Regions from separate parts of the Triticum aestivum genome. Here region 2 is linked to region 1. A link is a contact called in public Hi-C data. All regions are on one chromosome and are shown on one strand. Each heading gives the region's core, a stretch centred on a gene start, on an enhancer-like site or on the middle of the called end of the contact. The rest is flanking DNA. Distances are from core to core; before and after follow the strand shown.

Evidence for each region. Hi-C and Micro-C count contacts between places; a contact is called where the count stands out from the background.
Region 2: a contact with region 1 is called in a Hi-C map of leaf, with 4 times the contacts expected there. The contact joins the promoter of LOC123098439 here to the promoter of LOC123098437 in region 1. A contact is called at or near these places in 2 of 5 Hi-C or Micro-C datasets (both in leaf).

What each region holds. Positions count from the first base shown.
Region 1 is chr4D:439,354,317-439,361,872 of IWGSC CS RefSeq v2.1, forward strand. LOC123098437 (ras-related protein RABF1) reads right to left here and starts at 2,613. Exons shown (of 8, transcript XM_044520422.1): 1 at 2,342-2,613; 2 at 1,861-1,934; 3 at 551-634; 4 at 358-452; 5 at 60-165. The coding sequence starts at 2,366. LOC123098438 (a long non-coding RNA gene) reads left to right here and starts at 3,166. Exons shown (of 4, transcript XR_006447781.1): 1 at 3,166-4,065; 2 at 4,154-4,227; 3 at 4,338-7,556.
Region 2 is chr4D:439,520,139-439,527,694 of IWGSC CS RefSeq v2.1, forward strand. LOC123098439 (heavy metal-associated isoprenylated plant protein 6) reads right to left here and starts at 3,919. Exons shown (of 4, transcript XM_044520423.1): 1 at 3,614-3,919; 2 at 3,163-3,515; 3 at 2,962-3,043; 4 at 1,831-2,850. The coding sequence starts at 3,746. The coding sequence ends at 2,138.

The sequences.
Region 1 (7,556 bases), core at 1,363-3,862:
GAAAGAACAACAAAACCGATCCACAAAACATCAGAATAAAGAGACTTAGCATAGTTTACCTTCACCCAATATTGTGCTTTCTTGAATGATTCTGGACTAGTTATGTCATAGACAACAACCGCAGCAGCAGCTCCTCTGTAGTAAAGGGGTGCCAAGGCAGCATATCTGAAATTGAAAAGTTCCCACATGAGTCCTGATTTATTGGTTGAAAAAGAAATGCATGGGGTGCAACCAAGTAAAAAATTCATGTGAAATATTACTAAGCCTGTGGAGAAAACATAAACAATGCTTTTCACTTCATCAACAACATGTTATTACCTAACATTATATAGGATAACTAAAGCACCAGATATGTACCTCTCTTGTCCAGCAGTATCCCAGATTTCAAACTTCACTATTGTCGAATCCTCCAACGCCAATGTTTGTGATAAAAATGATGCACCAACAGTTACCTAAAATTATTTACAAATAACTTAAACAATGGAGCTTATGGAGCGAGGGAATTGCATCGAAGGTGAAAGTAACATTTTCATCTGCAGCTCAGTCACACCTTGGAAGTTGGATCGAACTGACCGCGGACAAACCGAAGAACGATGCAGCTTTTTCCAACACCAGAATCTCCAAGCAATACCAACTGCAACATGAAGACAATGGAAACATCAAACAGAGTCACTAATTATCATTTGACGCGGTAAAATGTGTTCAGCAGGGACGACGATGCAATAAATGGGTTGATTGACGTAAAGAGAGTGTGCAATCATCCATATGCATAAATATGTCAAGCAGAACCTACGTTCCAACCGTCCAAGCAACTAGCGAGTTTGATAACTTTCTAGTTCATTTCTTCTTCTTTTTGGCTCAAGTTTTTGCTCTCTTGATTAGGTTTGCTAGTTTCAGGTTTGTTGTTCTTTTGGTATTCTGGTACAGAAATATTTCTGCTTCTGTTATATCAGCACACTATCAAGAGAGAATCACATTCGCAGAATGAACAAAATAGGAGTCTCTCCAAACAACAAGGCCACTGTGACATATTTTGCGTAAGATGAGAAAATGTTTCACGCAATGTGACCCTTTGAAGGTTGCCAAAACATGTAAATGCAACAACTGGTATGGCTAACATCTCATGTGGAATATTGATTGCACAGAACATGCAAACAAGCGCAATGCGGCACCTTGATCCTGGACTATGCCTATTTTTAAAAAGCATCCACGCGGAAACAAGCTAAATGTATGCATATATACTGCTACAATGGGGATCAGTGCTACTCAGCATAGTGGTACCCTGGTATGTGCGTTATACCACATTAATTGTGAATTAGATAGAGCAGTCAGATGAAGCAGTTGAAAGCTTTTTATTTGATTAGGCACAGAAATAACCAAATCGGTACAGTATGACCCCAGTTATCCTACATTTCAAATATTGAGTTGAGCAATCGCATAATTCCAACCTTGTACCACAGAGCTTCTCCACAACAAAATGATTTCTGGTTTCACACATATGCCAGAAAATATAGATATTACAGTACATACAAGTAGACAATACAGCCGTAATTAACATATTTCTAATGTATTTTACTGAAGGGATGTATAGTAGGAGTACATATGACTATACACTACACCCAGAGGAAATTACCCAGGTCTCAAGATTGTAGGGGAAAAAAATACTAGCTATGTTTGGAATGTTGTTTCCGGGATTTCGTATATCTGAATCTGGTCAGAGGCCATCCTGTCTATATAACCGTGCAGTGGGTATCAAATGTTGGCTGTAATGTCATACGAATGTGAAACTACAGTCACAATTGCTTGTGCCGATACCACAAGCAACGTGAATAAAAGCAGCCCAAAGGATAGAAAAAGTACCTTGGCACGCAAGTCATTTGAATCAGCAGCAGAAGAGCTGCCGTTGATATTGTTCAGCCCTCCGGTGCTTCTAGCTGCAAGACAAAAATAGTTGTGTGTTAAGACATGACGCTAAAGTGGGCAAGTGCCTAATTCTTCTGCCCCGGATGCAAGCTACCCCGCTCCCGACTCGTACACATCCACACACAAAGTCTGGGAATAGCACGCAGACACGCCGTTCCAAGGAATCACTCATACAAATCTACCACTAAGCAACGCTCCAAACCCTAGAAATTAAGAAAATGCGTGGCCGAACGCCAGACGCCGTGGCCTGGGGCACTAATCGGGGTCCAAATTAAACCCCCCACAGAACATCACGGATCCTCTAACCTAAACTCCGGCGACCACAGCACCCGCATCAAAGGGTGCGCGGCGACTTCCATCCGGAAGGGGGGGGGGGGGGGGGGGGGGGGGGGGGGGGGCGCGGGAGAGGGGAACCGACCTGGCACGGAGGAGGAGCAGCCCATGGCCGGCGCCTTCGGCCGGGTTCGTGCGGAGTCTCCGGGGAACGGTGGCGATCGGCGGGGGGACGGATCGATCCGGCGGTTGCGCTGTCCTCCTCGGTTCGCTCGCTCGCTCGCAGTCGCGGGCACAGTTCGTTTGTTGGTCCGGTCGAAGGCTCTGTCTGTCGTCGTGCCCGTGTCGCACGCGATGCTTTGCTGCTTGGGGAAAGAGAGGCGGGGGTGACGAGTCGTTTTGCCCACCCGGGCTACGTCTGTCAGTCTCACGCCGTGCGAAATCCAAGTGATCTGAAATTTATTATGCTGGACTGGGTTACCGGGCCGGGCCTTGTGGAGGTGCTTAGGGGATGTGTTTAGAGAAATAAATCAGGTTTTCTTTAAGCACCGGTGTTTATTTGCACAGGATAGACGCTTAACTAAGCGTCACTTCTGTAGAAATAGGCACCGGTGCTTAAAAAAATCGGTTTATTTTTCTAAGCACCTCTCTAAGTATCTCCCATTGTACAAGGCCTAAGCAGCGCTCCAAACTCTAGACACAAAAATAAAACTGTGGGCTTGCAAGGCCCAATTAGCAGATATTTTTTGCTAGAACAGCTAAGGAGGCAGGTACCCAAAAAAAAGGAATCAATAACTCCCGAACGTGCCATGTTCTAGAGTCTCGTCCCGAACGCCCTTTCCACCGCAGGATTTCAACACAAATCTTAAAGCACGTCAGAATTGCCACGTCATTTATTTTTTTCGTTCGGGAAAATCAAGGGCCGCCGCGAACCTTTTCCTCCGCGCACACGCGTGCCCACTACTCTATTCATTTCCCTCTCCCTCCACCGCCCCCACCCACTCTCCTCGCTGCGGGACAGAAGAGAGAAGTGACCAAGCGCCGGCGACGAGGCGGGCATGCGTCGGTGACGAGGCGGGCGGCGACGGGGAGAAGTTTCACCGGTGGTGCAGGGGCCGGATCTGGCCGAAATCGGGCCGAAGGCGGGGGAGAGGCAGATGCTCGCCGGACGAGCTCAGTGTCAGCACCAGCACGCTCGTCGGGGAGTGCGGCGAGCAGCAGCAGGCTCGATGGAGAAGGGCGGCGTGCAGGGGAGAGGCGGAGGCTCACCACCAGCACGCTCGCCGGAGAGTTCGGCGAGCAGCAACCCACCACCAGCAGGCTCGCTGGGTGGCGCTCCGGATCCTGCGTTGGCGCGGCGAGGCCTCCTCCCCTCGTCCCAGCCGTAGGAGGACACACAGTTCAAGTCTTCATGGCAAGTTTTTGTTGCACTGCACTGTGAGGCTGTTTGCTGCATCTGATATTTTCTTCAAGTCTAATCTCATTGCTGTTATAAAGGAAGATGCCTGCTACGACCGTGTTCGTAGTCTCGTTGATCAGCTCCGGCCATGGCTCCAGTGAAATAACGTGCTCTGCTAATTCTGCATTTTTTGACTAAAAAGCATATACTGTGTGTGACTCATATTTTGTGGGGTTGCAGATTCTCAGTGAGGAAGCCAGCAGGAAGTATATCACTCTGCTTTTGTGAATGCAGTGAGCCGTTGTGCCATTTCCTGGCCGCCGAGCCTTCAGATTCGGCGCTTCGACGAAAGAACGGGGGGACTCGCCCATCTACTTCGCCAACTCCGGTAACACGCGCGAGAGGATCACACGAACGGACCAGTGCCAAGGGCAAGACCGGCGTGCAGTACATCGTCCTTGACATGGGTGGTAAGTTACAGCAACTTGGTGTGAAATTTTGCCCACACGTGAGCATCTCAAGCAGAGCATGTCTGAAACTTGTTCTATCTGGACGCAGCAGCCATCAGCAGCATCGTCAGGAGGGGCATGCTGGACGAGCTCAAGAAGACCCTGGACAGGAGGGGCATTCAGGTAAGAACAGAGCAACACAAACTGTCATGTTTCTGAAGAAAATAGAGCATGCTTTTTGTGATATGAACCATGGCTGATTCATCGTTTTTTGTAAACCTAAACTTTTCCAGCAAACGTGGGAGAAATTTATATTCAGTTAGCAGATGGCAATTTATATTCAGATGATATGGCTACTTCATATCAGGGAGAAATTTTAGAGTGAAGAGCATATTAAGTTACCATCAGTTTTTTTGACATACCAAATTGATGCTGGAACTGTATGCACTGGTAATGTTAATTGCCATGGCAAAAATACTTTTTAATAAAGTCGCCATCAGTTTTTTATTCAGTAAAATGATGGGCATGGGAACTATGCATTATTCTGTAGGAAGTTCATCGAATCCATTCATAACTTGGCAAATTTATATATAATTTGTATGGCAAATTCAGTTACACACAGTGGCGGAGCGTAGCGGGGACAATACCGGGCCTTGGCCCCCCCTTGCTAGGGGAAAATTTACACAATATGCTTATATTTTTACTAATCGCTCTACTAATCATCCGGCATGTCTGATCACCCTAGTCTTTTCTATGTCATTCACTCGTTTTGGCCCCTCCTGATATTTGGTTCACGCTCCGCCACTGCTTACACATTATGTTTCCACAACATGGCAAATTTGTATATTTCAATCTTCGTAATAACCACATGGCGATGGGCAGGTGTGATGGGCTGCACCGATTCAGACGACCGTGCGAGGGAGGCAAATTTAGTTTATTGACCATGACACGTTTTATTAATTGACCATGGCAAGTTTTTATTAATTGACCATGGCAAATTTTTAATTTCTTTTTCGACCATGACAAATTTAGTTTATTGACCATGGCAAGTTTTGTTAATCGGCCGTGGCAAATTTTAAGTCCGACCATGGCAAGTTTAGTAATTGACCATGGCGAATTTAATTTATTGACCATGGCAAGTTTTATTAATTGACCATGGCAAATTTTAAGTCCTTTTTCGACCATGGCAAATTATTTTTTGGTAGATCATGGCAAATTTAGTAATTGTTAAGAACATCCACATCTTCTGTCATGCCCTTTTTTGGCAAATTTTACTCCATTTTTGCCATGGCAAAAATACTTTTATTCACGCAGCAAACTTTAGTGTAAGTTGCCATGGAAATTTTTAGTTTAAGTTGCCATTGCAAATTTTATTTTTAGTTGCCATGGCAAATTTATTGTTAGGTGCATGGCAATTTTAATTTAAATATTATGGAAAATTTACATTTTATACAACATGGCAAATTTTCCTATGTAGCATCTTAAATATATTTGTGTAGCCCATGGCATTTTTTAATTTATTTCCATGGCAAAAGTACTACATTTTTGCCGTGGCAACAATTAAACCATTCTTGCCATGGCAATTTTTACTTTTAATGGCACGGCAATTTTTACTTTCTTTGCCATGGCAATTTTTACTCTATTTTTGCCATGGCATTTTTTACTTCTAATATAAGCTGATGCATGAAATAAATCTCTAGATGAACATCTGCTAGATGCCATGGGAACATGGCATATTTTGTAGAGAAATGTTGAAAGATGGTAATTTTGAGTATAACATAACATACATTTTTTGTGCAGAACATGGTGAATTGTTGAACAACTTTTTAGTAGATTTCCCATACTGTTTTTAGTGACTTACATTCTGGACCCATGAGCATGTCAACTTTTTTCATAGCATGGCAAAAGATCATGGCATTTTTGTCGTGCAAACGGACAATGTCTATTTTGTCACAGCAAAAATAGGGCTTTTTCGTTCTTGTGGGCTTTTTTGTACAGAAAAAAGGCCTGTAGGGGCGATGGGAAGGAGCGTTCGGGCTGGGAGGCCTCTCCCCCCGAATGATTTCGTTCGTAGGGGGCTGCCTGTCGCACCGAACTCCTCGTTTGGTCTGGGAGGCCCCCAGACCGAATGTTCGGTCCTTATCGACGTCCGTCTTAAGTAAAGGACCCCGATAACACACAAGCATATGTCAACAACATAAGGGTTCACATGGCAAGAACTTTGTCATGTACATGGCAATAATTGAGGATGGCAACTTCTCTTCACTTCTAACCTTTTTTGGATTTTTGTTTTCATAAACACATGGGAACATCACTTTAACATGGCTGTCATTTTTTCTACAAACCCACACGACAACTAAATATATACCTTTGCTACACTAGCCCCCTCATGGTCTACAAATGGGAAACATACATGCATTTGTCATCAGTAGCAGTTTTTAGATGGCAAGAACAATGTCACATACTCCCTCCGTCCCAAAATTCTTGTCTTAGATTTGTCTAAATACGGATGTATCAAGTCACATTTTAGTATTAGATACATCCGTATCTAGATAAATCTAAGACAAGAATTTTGGGACGGAGGGAGTACATGGCAACAATGGGGTTGGCAGCTTCCCCCCATTTCGACACTTTCGGATCCTGTTTCATAGACTCATGGCAATATACCTTTAACAAGGTTGGCAATTTTCTCAAACCCCACACATCATCTACATAAATCCTTTTGCTACACTAGCTCCATCTCTTCAAAAGTTTCAAAAAACAGATCTGGAAGCGTCGTCAGTAGCAACAATTAGATGGTAAGAACTATCATATAGATGGCAAACTATAGGGGATGGCAAGAATGCATAATTCATCAAACTACCACACTTTTTTTTTGTTCTTCTTTTTTCACAAACAGATCGGAGCATGGCAAGATCAGCACAAAACACATGGCAAGAACGGAAACACAAACTTCATGGCAAGAACAGGTTCTCTTTTCATGCGGCTAAGTTGCCATGTGTGTTAGTTTTCTGTGTTCTTTGCCATCTATGTGATACTGGGACAGGGCGTTTTGGTGCCCAGGTCCAGCTGAACCTGAAATCTTAGGCGTTGAATGGTGCACCGGGATGCTAGAAAATCCTACTGGCATGCCAAAACCTGTCTGTCGGGAAATTAGATACATCCAGTATACTGGATGGTACAGTGCAGTACGGTGGGCCATTTGCGTAGTCAGGACGCCTGTTCGGTAGTGCACGTGAGCGCGTCCGGCGGCTTTTCCATCTGAGCCATGGCTCAGGGACAGGTCGGTTGGAGTTGTGAGCCGTGGCGCATAATTGTAGGAGATGCCGGTAGATTTTGACGATTATATAGTGGGTGGGAGCAAACTAATATCTCTTGTGGACGTGCGAGATCTCTGGGTCTTCCAAAACCGAGTAGACCTAGCAGGTTTGGATGTCGTCGGCGGCGGACTGACATCACCGGAGAGCCATGGCAGACGACAGCTCTTCAACGATTGGCATGTGAAAATCTCC
Region 2 (7,556 bases), core at 2,669-5,168, 170 kb after region 1:
GGCACAACATACGACCAGCAGGCAGCAGCAGGGGGTTTAGTCTCCTTGATCCATCTCTAGTCCGTGCGTGCGTTTCTTTTCATCCACTATTTTGGCACCGTCTGAAGGAACGAACATGCGAACGATTTACATGTATAAAAAAGAAACGCAGAAGTGTCGCCAAAGTGATATTTTATGGGCAGGCAGGCACTTGGAAGTGGATAGGATAGGGTGGTTTCGTTTCCTCCTCTTCGATTATAAATTGGAAGTTGAGGGAGCATATGAGCTGGCGGCTTACGCACGTCCCGCCTACCCTTTTTTGTTTAGCGAGATTGTTTAGCCAACCATCGAACCTGGCTTCTTGGTGCCTTGCACCTGCCTTTGTGTCTATGACATGTGGGCCCACATGTCAGCAACCCAAAGGCAGGTGCCTCTAAGGCACCGAAGCTGCGTCCCTGCAATAAATAAGAGAAACGAGTTCCTCGCCGTGGAGTACGTATATATACGGTATGTGTTGTTTATCCCGGGACACAACAATTTCCGCTTCCTTCAAACACGGGCGTACTCCTGACTCTTGACTCTGACGGATCGACTCGCAGGCAGTTGCTGCAATGGTACGTATCGACCCACGAGTAGAGTAGGTGGTGGACTGGTGGTATGACGGGCCTGCAAAATGTGGGCGAAAAGGACGTATCAGTATGTGATTTTCTAAGCACATATATACTTTTTCTCTTCCCTTCCGGATAACCCAAGCACGTCTTCCCGTGAATTCCACGGTCCATTTCGTCAACACCCAAAGTTCTGCCAGTCCACTCAGATTACCAGGAAGAAGAGAAGAAAAGCAGCTAGCGTTGGCGCACCTAATTAACCTTCGAGATTGCTCGGAAATGGTCTCGAAGCCAAATCGCCCTAGGATTAGGCTTTCCCACGGATTGTGACAAAAAGAGAAGATTGATTTCTCGCAGGATAACGTAGTAAATACGTTGGCCCTTGGATTCACCGGGGCCGCGCATATCGATTCTGTCGTCCGTCGTCCATTCAATAATGTCAAAAAGTGGATGGGAATATACAAAGAGAAAACGACGGCCTACTTTCAAAAAATAAAAACGACGGCCTGGCCAGCCGTGGCATATACTCATTTCAGAGAAGAAGAAAAACAATGTGAATGCAATACATAATCCTTTTTCCCAGATCACGATCGAGTATGTCATCGAAAGCCTTAATAATGCATTATTACCAGTACATCAGGCCGCAGCTAGCCGCAAAATGCAGCTTGGCCGGCACGCGCGCAGACGAAAATATCAAAAACTACTGCCGTCCAACACACATAGTACACACATACACACACAGAATAATACAGTACTACCAAAAATATCCAAAGATGACACCAACGCAGAATAATTCCGAAAATATCCAAAAGGAATATCAACACCGGGAGAATATTCCAGATCGAGCGAGCGGCGCAGGTGTACGCCATGCCGGTGCGTAGCTATCCATCCTCCCGGGCGCCGCGTCGGACGGACGACGCGGGAGGGAGCACAACACCAATTTTGCCGCCACCATCCATCAGATCCTTCGTTACCATCAAGGCCTGCAAATTTTCTTGCCCGTCACGACTCACGGTCCAATCAACGATGATCACTGCCCTCAGTTAATCAGTTCTTAATGTGGAAATCTTCGCCGGTTCAATTGTCTCGATCGACGATTGATCACCACGTCGCTCTCACATCGACGACAGTGGCGGCGACCGAGGCTAGATTAAGCAAAACCGGTCCACGATTCAACGCCTAGCTCGCCACCAACGAGCGCGCACGCAATTTGCGACCCATTCGTCGATCTTAATTCATCTGATAATTTAACCGAACCACCGGGGTCAGAATCAAGTTAATTAACCAATGGAGCTCGTGGCAGGAACGAACAATGGTCGATCAGGGGCAGAGACAGCAGAGAAAAGGCAGGGGGAACCAAAATTTGATCGGAGGCACGCATCGGTTCATGGATGGACGGATGCCTCCGATCCAAGTAACTAGAGCTAAGCTAAGCTAGTGGAGAGCCTCGTCGCTGTCTGCTACTATGTCAGCATTGATCTTCTCTCCCGGCCGGCTGGCCGGCGCAGGTCGTCGGCGCTGATGAGTGAATTTTCGGGCGGCGGGTCGCGTCACATGACGGAGCAGGAGTTGGGGTTCTCGTCGCTGAACATCTGCGAGGGCGGCGCCGTGTCGAAGTGGTAGGGCGGCGGGTACGGCTGGTACGCCTGGGGGTTGGGGTGCTCCTGCTGGTAGTAGCCGCCTGAGCTGGGCTGCTGCTGCTGGTAGTAGCTGCCGGCCTCTCTTGGTTGCTGGTAGTAGCTGCCGGCGTCGCCGCCCGGGTGCTGCTGCTGGTAGTAGCCGCCGGCGTTGGCGCTGGGGTGTTGTTGTTGTTGGTAGTAGCCGCCGGCGCCGGCGTACCCCGCGCCGTCGGCATTGCCGCCGTAGGGGCTGTAGTAGCTGGGCGGGGGGCCCTGCGGCTGCGGGTACGGGACTTGGCCGTACGGCGAGACGTGGTGCGTCCTCGCCTGGACCGGCGCGGGCGCCACGGAGGCCGCGGCCGACGCCATGGACGGGCCCGCCACCTCGATGCCTTTCCCCTTGTCCTGGCTCATGACGACGTGGTCGCCGGCCGCCGCTTTGTCTTTCTTCTTCTCGCCGTCGCCGGCGCCCTTGTTGTCCTTCTTCTCGTCGCCGGCGCCCTTGTCCTTCTTGCCGGGCGCGACGGCCTCGACGGCGCGGTTGAGCTTCTCTGTGAGGTACGCCACCATGGCGGGGACGTCCATGGTGCCCGTGACCTTCACCTCGTCCTTGGCATTGCCCTCCAGCTCCACATGTTTGACCCCTGGAAGAGACAAGACACACAGAACATCGTCAATTTCGAACGGAGGACACAAAATTAACAGCAGAACAGACCGGATTCGAAGAACCAAGAAGAATCCCGGCAAAACCGCACCTTTGATTTTGTATATTCGGCGTCTGATGCGGTCGGCGCAGCCGTCGCAGTGGAGGCGGATCTTGAGCAGCACCGTGGTCTCCTGCGAAAGCAAAATCGAAGCGGAGACATCGTGAGTCGCGAGGTCGGTGGGACGGGCGTGGTGGTTGGGAGCAGAGTATTGCGTGGGGGCAGGATTTGCTGCGTGTGTTGTGTACCGACCTGGAGCTCCGTGGGCTTCTTCTCCTCGGTGGGGGTGGGGGTGGGCGGTTGCTTCTTGGCCGCGTCTTCCTCTTTGGGCGGCTGCGGCTTGGAGGCGCCGGCCTTATCCCCCTTGTCGGCTCCGCCGGTGCCCATGTCGGGATTCTTCTTGTCGCCCTCCTTGTCGGGGCTCTTCTTCTCGGCCGCGGCGGGGGCTGCTGCGGGCTTGGCCGGGCCGGCGCCGGCGCCGGAGGAGACGATCTCGACGGGCTTCTTGGTCCGGGACTCGATCCGCGCCTTGAGCGCGGCCGCGTCGGCCGTCCCCGCCACGACCACCCTGTTCGCCGCGACGTCGGCCACCACCGACTGCACACCTGCGCGACAAGCCCGGAGCACACGAATCAGCCACCAGACCGAACAAAATGCAGAGAAGGGCAGAAGAAATTGGCGGCGGGATGGAGCGGGCGCGTACCAGGCATGCTCTTGATGCTGTTCCGGACCTTCTTGGCGCAGCCGGCGCAATGCAAGACCATCTTGAGCACGACCGGCGGCGGCGGCTCGGCGGCGCCCTCGACGCCGCCGGGAGCCTCCTTCCCCGCCCCCATAGAAACCGACGAGGCTGGCTAGCTACGCTCTCCGAGAGATTTCTAGACTCTTCCTCTCTGCCTCCCTCTTCTCCGGGTCTCCTACACGTGTTGGCGCGAGCGAGCGGGGGAGCGTGGGTGTTTGACGGCGCGGGCTCTGCGAGAAAAACCAAGCGAATCGAGACGAAACAAAACGGCAGTGCGGCGCGGGCGGGGATAAATAGGCGGGGGGTGGGGAGCGGGTGGAAGGAAAGGTAGAAGGCAAGCGGCCCCACCCCGCGCGTCAGGCGGTGCCGGCCGCCCGATCCGATCCACAACCGCGGTGCGCGTGGCGGTAAGTTTCTGCCGCCGCTGCTGTTTGCGGGCGGGGAGTGCTGGTTACGCCCGCCCGCTCGCTCGCCTGGGACGTCATCACCGCGTTGAGTTGATGGGTGTTACTGTCGCCGCGGCTGGCCGTGTCATGTCATGTCATGCAAAGGTGAACCCGTCGTCATTGCTCTCCCTTTTCCTCCACCGGTCGGATTGCCCGGCTCGCTAGCTACAGTAAATCGTAGCGCACGCGCAATGGAGTGGCTTTCTGATTACAAAAGAGTTTTCTTTCTTTCTTTTTCCAAAGTCTAAAACACGGCGAGGGCTGTCCTTCTGGCCTTTACCTTGTTTTCGTAGACGTCATGACAGACGATCTTGAATTTTGATTCAACTTCTACATGTATGTTTGCGTGTCATGGAACGATAGGTGTTTGCGGTATAGTGGCAGCTCTATTTTTTTTTTCTTTCTCGATTGAGTTTCGGACATGCCTGGCCGGACCCCACGAGGCTACACGAGCAAACAGTCGACCTCATCTCTGGTCGATGATGTCGTTAAGTCACCCCTTTCTTGAAACCAGCAATGATTAACATTGGAGTGTTATCTTGTTCTAGCCGTCTCTCTAACCCTAGTCGTTCTACGAGGTCTCAACGGCCGAGCAGTGGCGGATCTAGGGGCGGGGTCATGGCCCCGCAAACAGTTTACAAGTTATATTTTTACTAGTGTAATGTTTGTCCATCATACTGATTTTGGTGCAGTGTATAATTTTTTTCCCTAGCCGTTGGAATGTTGTCCACGGTTGCCTTTACATTGCCAAATCCTAGACCACCGCTGCAACTGAGTCGTCGATCTTAGCAGCAGAGGTGACTACACGGTGTAATAAGTACACGTATTTGGAACTGCGTTGGTATTTTTTGCTTTGTTTTGGACTATTTGGAATTACCCTAACGATTGTATTTTTAACAGAGTGAAAGTCCACAATATTTTATAGATTATTTTCCATGCTATATGAATATTTGTATGTGGTCAATGGTGCAACACGCGAAAGTGCGAGAGCTTATTGTCTCTAGGTACATGAAAGATGGTAGCACGGGGTACATTGAACCGGTTTGGATGACAACTCAATAATAGATCATGTAGGCATATTTTCCTATTTGTGCCGTTTGTAATAATTTTAGAATACTAGTACTTTGATGTTGAAGACTAACACTACTAAACCTTGGGAAAAATATGGTTGTGATCCTGGCCATCTAAAAAAAAGAAAGTTTTATTTCCTTTCTAGCCGTTGGGCTTCTTCTGTATAATCCCACAAAAATTAGCACAGGACAACTCAAATTTTTTGTTGCACAAGGTAGATGGATCTATAGAAGTGCTGGTACTGTATTTGGAGTACTGTTGTCGCTCGAAACGTGAATGGTTCAGCTGGGCAGGTGGTACGTACGTCAGCGGCCGTCCTCCCCGACGGCGACGTGGTGTGCCGCCACCTGTCCTGTGAGCTACGTGTGCTTACGTACTGTACTACCACTACCAGTACGTTCACGCGAGAGAGAACGGGTCGTACAGAACTTCATCACGTACGTACGCACATACAGTGCGAGGCCGTTTGGATTCTAGTACAGATCGTGTGACGCGAAAAGCGAATCGTCCGGAGGTTCGTTTGGCTCGTAGCACGCGGTGAATTTTCTGCTTGTGCACGTTGACGGGGCCTTTCGTGGAGGCCAAGGGAGCTGCAGGAGCCATACGCCAGTTCCAGACAAAAAAGCAAGAGAATTTCCATCGTGCTTTGGTTTGTATCATGACTCATGAGGCTCGTGTTCTATGTACTGTTGCTGCGACTGAACTCTCAAATCGAAATGGGAAACGACTGTCGACTGTGGTGTTTGTCCTGTGCCACTTTGGTTTGCTCCGCATTTTCGTTGCCGCTCACGAACGGTGAACTTTCACGGCGACTCGCGACGACCACCGCAACGACGGAGGGTGGTCAGTCGCGAGGCAAAGTGACGCGTTCCTTTCACGAGCGTTTTTTTTCCCATTCAGAGAGGAAGTTGGGTTTTTCTTCAGGCAACCGAGAGGAAACTGATCGGTGCGGAAGAGGCGCGAGCGAGCGCGTGCTCTCGGCCCAGGCCCACGACGCGCTCATGCGTGAGGGGGCCCGGGAGATCCACTTTCTCCAATATCGCAGCACTTGCCTGTACGCGCTATACCTCTCTCTCAGTCTCTGCGGTGCTCAGTGAATTGCATCGCGGGCTACCGATGCTTTTCCTCTCCGGCAGTACTCTGCGCCGGTGCGCCGGCTCAAATTTGGGCCGGTCGTCGCGCTACCATCCAATTTGACCTACTACAACCGTCAGATCCCGATTTCCTCTTGTTCTTCCCTTCGCACGGGATCTGAAAAAAAAAAGTCCCCAACCGGCCGGCGCGTTCCTCCCCTCGTCTCCCACGCTTGCCGGCGACCCGAGCCGCCCGTCGCCGCCTCCGCTCGTCGCCGTCATCGGCCGCTGTGTTTCCCAGCAAGAAAAATCTCAACAAAAACAGAACACCATTGGTTTGCCGGTAGCAGCAAAAAACTATGCGGGTTCCAGCAAAAATTATATCCCGATGCAGCTGTAATGGTGCCGCTCCCAGTTCGGTTGCCGCCGCATCTCGTTTTCCAGCAAAATTGACCTTGCCCATCGCAACAACTGACGTTGTCGGTTCCGGCAAAACAACTCACCGCTTCCAGCAAATTGCATCATAGATTCCAGCAGAAATTTGTGTCTTCCTAGTTCCAGCAAATTGGATCACAGGTTCCAGAAAATTGAATCACTGGTTCTAGCAAAGAAAATCACCGGTTGTAGCATCGCATCGCCTGTCGCCGCGCTGCACGGGCGCACCACCGATTGCATCCCAAAAAATCTGTCGCCGGGTTCCAGCAAAAACTGTCACCGGTTGTAGCAAAAATCGATACGGGATGTACCAAAACAAGATAGCGAGTTGCAAATCTCCAGAAAAAACGATCGCCAGTTCCAGCAAAAAAATCCGATGGTGGTAGCAAAACAAAACACCAGTTGTAGCATCGCGCCGTTTGGCGCAAAAAAATGCATCCCTGCCGGGTCCAGCGCCCTCCACGAAGCCGGCAGCAGCACCGATGTTCGCTGGTCCCAGCACCGAAACCTCAAGGGGTTCCAACGCCGGCAACCAACAGTCCCAGCAACCGCCGGGCACCGAATCTCTCATGGGTTTGCTGCAGCAGCCACCTCTTCCCTTGGTACCATGGCTGTGAGAAGAGGTAGGTGAAGATATGTGTAGCGTGAGGAGGAAAAAGGAAAGAGGTAGGAGATAAGGGAGAAGCAAGTGGGTGGACGAGAGCAGCCCAAGATGCGGCCTGGTCGAGTGATAGGATAAGGTTGGAGAAGCTTCGCGAGGGGATAAGCATTCGTGTAGGCTATTCGATCAGGTTCCATTTGATGGCCCGCGTGCGTCCGGCTCAAAGTTCGGCCGGCGCGCCAGGTGTAAACGTTTACCTTTCATCTTCCCCGGTATGT